2 separate regions of the Mus musculus genome follow, and region 1 is linked to region 2. A link is a contact called in public Hi-C data. All regions are on one chromosome and are shown on one strand. The core of a region is the stretch at or near the end of the contact, and the rest is flanking DNA. Distances in the headings are between cores, read along the strand shown.

Evidence for each region. Hi-C and Micro-C count contacts between places; a contact is called where the count stands out from the background.
Region 1: a contact with region 2 is called in a Hi-C map of cortical neurons, with 1.5 times the contacts expected there. The contact joins two enhancer-like sites. A contact is called at or near these places in 1 of 15 datasets of contacts at CTCF or cohesin (the NIH/3T3 cell line), 4 of 484 Hi-C or Micro-C datasets (cerebellar granule neurons, cortical neurons, olfactory sensory neurons and 1 more) and 1 of 115 datasets of contacts at active chromatin or transcription factors (fibro-adipogenic progenitors).

What each region holds. Positions count from the first base shown.
Region 1 is chr6:40,232,971-40,235,670 of GRCm38.p6, forward strand. All of the region lies in intron 3 of Tmem178b (transmembrane protein 178B), which reads left to right. Among named protein-coding and RNA genes, the nearest start is that of Agk, 91 kb to the right of the region's middle. Within about 2 kb of position 1,276, at least 28 of the 459 cell types and tissues checked have an H3K27ac peak or open chromatin away from gene starts, as enhancers often do. A contact at or near this core is called in cortical neurons, where this site is marked.
Region 2 is chr6:40,128,525-40,131,224 of GRCm38.p6, forward strand. The region is part of intron 2 of Tmem178b (transmembrane protein 178B); the gene reads left to right. Among named protein-coding and RNA genes, the nearest start is that of Agk, 200 kb to the right of the region's middle. Within about 2 kb of position 1,372, at least 12 of the 459 cell types and tissues checked have an H3K27ac peak or open chromatin away from gene starts, as enhancers often do. A contact at or near this core is called in cortical neurons, where this site is marked.

The DNA.
Region 1 (2,700 bases), core at 26-2,525, 100 kb after region 2:
GGAAAGGTCTGAATCCTGGCAACGACCCTTCGACCTTGGCCATTTCTCATTGTAAGGAAATGCTCAGCTCATCCCTCTACCTTTGATCACCCCGCTAGATGTTTTCACAAGTGCTTAAAGGGTGACTTTAGTGTAAGTGCCACCAGGGCCAGCGAGTTTGTAACAGCATCTATGTATTTGGGCAGGTATGAGCACAGGCAACACAGGTGAGAGGGGGTTACAAGGAACTCAGCACTCCAACCAGTGATCCTTTCAAATGGGTACATTTTGTGTCTGTCCTAGCTATGGGATGGCCATCAAGTCTAGAAACAGGCATTTTTGGTGCACGCACATGTGTGTGAGTGTGTGTGTGTGTGTGTGTGTGTGTGTGTGTGTGTGCAGAGGCAGTCTGGATGGGCCAGTTATACAAACAAAATATTTTTTCAAAGCCACGTGGGACCTGGAGAAACAGATTAGCAGTTAAAAGTGCTTACTGCCCCTGCAGATTATCTAGGTTCGGTTCCCAGCACCCATGTGGCAGCCCACAAACACCTATAATTTCAGTTACAGAAAATCTGATTTGCAATTTGGGCTCTGCCAGTCCCAGCACACATGGTATATACGTGCATACATGCAGGAAAAAAACATGTATATACATCAAATAAAAATTTTTAGCCAGGTAGTGATGGCACACACCTTTAATCCCAGTCCTTGGGAGGCAGAGGCAGGTGGATTTCTGAGTTCGAGGACAGCCTGGTCTACAGAGTGAGTTCCAGGACAGCCAGGACTCCACAGAGAAACCCTGTCTCGAAAAACAAAACAAAACAAAACAAAAAATCAAAACAAGTGGCCAACTCTATTCTCTCTAGAATTGATGCCAGTCTATGAATGACCCAGTTATTATAGCTGCTTGACTTGGAATGCTGCACTACTGTAGCATAAACATGCTGGGATACAGAACAGCCTTGTAATATAAAGATATAGCCTCGGGAATAAAAAGAGAAATCCTGTCCTGGGTGTTTCTGGGTTCTGCTCCTGGCAGTGTCTCAGCCTGGACGATTTTCACGGCTTGCAGAAGAGGCAACGCAGGTCTCCTCTCCTTGCCGCACGCTCCCTTCCCAAACACGTCCAACATCTCTTGCCTCATCCCAGCAAGTCCCAAAGGCACCTTTGATGTAAAACCCTGTGACCTGCCTGTTGATGGCTGATGATGCAATGGTGTATAATTCAACCGTAATTTATATTCCTTGCAGGTCTGAGCATAGCTATAAAAGTGTTCTCGAGAGCTGAATGCTGCTGGGGCGTTTAATCTCAGGCAAGGAGGGATCCAGTGTTCCTCAGCTTCCCGGAATGAATGCTCAGTGCTGGAGGAGGGATCCTCCCTCCCCCCCCCCTTTGCTGATTTGCACCTCTAAAGTTTTAAAGATCAAATGGGGACTGAGGGGTGATCTTAGGGAACAGGCTGCCTCTCAGGCACCCCATCCTGCATGCCTACAAGGGCATTTCTGCAGCAGCAGAGGCCTTCTCCCTCACAGGAACAAGGGAAACAGGCCAGGGCTGGGGACACAAAGACGTCATCCCTCATTCCTGGGAGCAGAAAAATGTCACACAGATGGATCTTTAGCTCTAGAAAGCTGGAGAAATTACATGCCAGTGAGGTTTTGGGCACATCTTGGTCACACAAGAAATAGATATTTGGGGAAATGCCTGTGTACACAATATGTAACTGATCTGGATTCTTGTAAGAACCCTGGGCCTCGGTTTCCTAGGAGATGGCTTCTTGAATTAGTAAGAGCATTCCTGTTGCCTAGCCCAAGGCCTACATTTTGATGCTATTTCTCCACAGGGTCCATTGCTGTGGCATTACTGCCATGGCTTCTCTGAGCATCCTTAAGGGGTGTGGGACCACATGTGATCCCCTCCCTTTGCTCTGTAGGCTAACAGCAGCTAACACAGAGGCGACACCATTTTGTTGGCCTTATGCACCTACAATTCATGTTCAGAAGTGGCCTGAGTGAGGAGTTAACACTATGGTTGTGCCTGCCAGCTTGAAAAATGTTATATCATGCTTACTGACCATGGTCTTATCCCGCGGTACCGGGATGAGATGGAAGTATTATTGGGCTGCTGGCTAAGTGCTCTTGGTAACATTTCAGGGCAACAAAAGAGATACCTGTTCCAAAACAATGCAGTCTCCAGATGGGAATTTCTTAACATTGGCAACACATTCCACAGATCTGTGTTTCCGTGTTGTCCTGACTGAGGCATGGTACTTCCATGATGCAGTCACTACGGTCTGCCTCTTGCCTCCAGAGTAGATAACACTACCCTGAAAATTTCAGTAGAAAGTGTGGCTAGTCAGTCTGCTTAGGGCTTCTTGGTGTTGGTACAGAAAGTCTCACACCCTAGGTACTCCATCCTATAACTCCTAGGACATCTGGGACAGTTGGCCACACTGGAAATGTTGGCACCATTTTTCTATGGACTGGGTTTTTTTTTTTTAAAGATTTATTTATTATTATACATTTTACGGGTGTTTGTGAGCCACCACGTGGTTGCTGGGATTTGAACTCAGGACCTTTGGGAGAGCAGTCAGTAGTGCTCTTACCCGCTGAGCCATTTCGCCAGCCCCTGAACTGGGATTCTTGACTGGATTAAAAGCCAGATGGACACCAGTATCTTTCTCCCCCTCCCCCTTCTTGACTAAGACTATAGTAAGCC
Region 2 (2,700 bases), core at 122-2,621:
ACTTCATCTCTAACTAGTCTCCTGCACCTCTTGTCTTCAAAGTAGGAACCAGGGACTTCGGGTGTGGCTCAGTTGCAGAACATATGTTTAACACAAGAGGTATGGAGTCAATCCTTTGTGTGTGTGTGTGTGTGTGTGTGTGTGAGAGAGAGAGAGAGACAGAGAGACAGAGAGAGAGACAGAGTCTTAATGTTACTCTTTTAATGACAGTTTATGATTAACTTTTCCTACTAATAATCCCCAAACTTTATTGGGTTAACGGAACAATTACTCATTCAGCTCACAAACTTCTGAGTTGACATTGTGCGCTGGACTCAGATGGGTGGCTTTCCATTGTCAATGGTTCGCTCTATGTCAGATGGGCGTGGCTTGGGGTTAGCTGGTTCAGATTGGCCTCTGCTGCAATGGCTGCCCTCCAAGCTCCAGTTTGGCCCAGGCTCATGTGCATGTTTGCCTAGCACAGTTCTGAGAAGAACTGCAGTGTGCAAGGTGTGAGTGTGCAAGAACAAGGCCACATTTACTGTGTTCCACGGCTCAAGTAAATTCGTGTTAGTCTAATCCAAAAGGATGGAAAATTAGGCTCCACCCTCCAGTAAGAAGAGCTCCAAAGTCACCATTAAAGGAGTGTAGCTACAGGCAAAATAGAACATATTAGATAAGAAATGCCCAGAGATTGGCATCAGCTCACCTTTTCACTTCTATCTATGGGTCTGCTTTGCTTTTCCTTTTCATATTATTAATGTCTTTCATTCTTGATATTTGGTATACTCAGTACTATACAACTTAGGGGCATTGTCATGCAAGCGTATATTAAACATTGAGCCCATGGCAGCCTTGCTTCCCACACTGCCTTTCTCAGCCCAATCCTCCTTGTTAGTCAGTCCCTTTTGCTTCTATAGGCAGTTTTGTGTCTACTTTCGTGTTACATGCACGTACATCATATCATTTTCTTCAATAAAAAAAAAAAAAAACAAAACTCTTGTTCTTCACCTTTTTGAGTACCTCCTAGTTTCAGGTCTCAGAGCCAGGTCGTCCTAGGGATAAGAAACAACTACATGATGTGTTTCATCATTGGTGTGGGTCTCCCTGAAGCCAGGGAGGCGTTCAAGGACAACAGAGGCTGGCTGAGCACCTCATGCACCTCAGATGTGCTAGGCTTGAGGACAGCGAGCCTGGAAAAGAGCCTCATGCAATCTCGGTCCTTGGACCTTCCCACTTTTCACATCATTCAGCATCTTTTCTGGTAGCCTTCCTCTCCCTGATGCTCAACTCAAACATCAAGCTGTGGCTTTTGCTTTTAAATACTTCCTTGCATGTATCCTTTTCCACCACCCCCTCAGTTTAGTCTTCTTTATCAGTTGCCATGACTACAATGCAACCTTCTTGCTGGTTCCCCTACCCCCAGTGTCTCTTCCGTGAAGCTAATAGCTAAGTTCTGTTGCTGCCAGAATATCCTGTATCACACAGATGTGGTCATAACTGTATCACCAGAACATTTCTCTGTAGATTTCTGAAGCCTCAGAGCTCACAGTAGGTCTTACTGAGCAGACATGCTTGGATCCCACCTTTCTTTGTGTTTGGATTATATTCTGTTCTTGAGAGGAATGGAACTTCTGTTAGTTTCTTGAAAATGCCAATGTTTCTCAAATATTTTACCTTCTCCATGTTTGTCTCTGTGACAGGAACCATTCCTGTACTGCCTGTCTTCCTAACGAACGTGACTTATTTTTAGGGCTGATTATTCTCAAAAGATATTTACATTATTTGGAAGCGTGCACAAAGTTCCACACAGTTATTCCTGCTGCCTTTGGTGGCTCTGGACTCTGTTCCCATGCTGAGTGTGAGCCCTATGGCTTCACTCCTGTTACAATCACCCTGTTCATCACTCCCAGTCTTTTCTGATCTGTTCATTTTCTGTACCCTTCTTTAAGTGCGTGACCTTGTCTTTTTTCGACCTTTCTCCGGTAACTAGCACTTAATAAATATTAATTAAGTGGATGAAATCAAACCGGAAAGAAGAGGAAGACGTTAGGTTCATTTCAGTTACACTGATGGACAAAATATCATGTACTGATCACCGGACTTGATGCCAGAAGGTGCTTCTTCGCCCCTTAATAGCCATTTGACCTTGAGGAAGTCTTATTAGCTCTCATAGTCTCAATTTCCTCATTAGCTAAACAAGAATAAACCCACCCGTTCTACCTCATAGAGGATACAATGAGGGAGCAAAATGTGAGCACTGAGTTTCTTGCAGAGCAAGACTGGGAGCTAATGAGATGCCTCATGGCAGACTCAGAGAGAGCTATGATTCTCTTCCCCACTCCCTTGTCTCTCAGTCTGCAGTCTGTGCTTATAAAATCACCAGGAGGCAACAGCAATATATAAAATTTGCGTACTAACAAATGTTTTTCCTTGAGTTTAATATAATCTAAATACCGTAGGGTTATTGTTTGTTTTGCTTTGCCAAAGATGAGGCTATCCTTAAAGAATGCTAAAGAATTTCTGCTGCTGGGGAACCAGACTGCGCTCAGCAGAGATGTTCCTGGCTTTTTGCTAGCCTTGCTATGCACAGAGAGCTCCCTTGAATCCCACCACTGCTCCAGACTTTGATATAAAATGCCTTTAGGCTTGTTTGTTTGTTGGTGACAAGATTTCCTTATGGCATCCAAGCTGATCCGGAACTCACAATCCTCCTTCTTT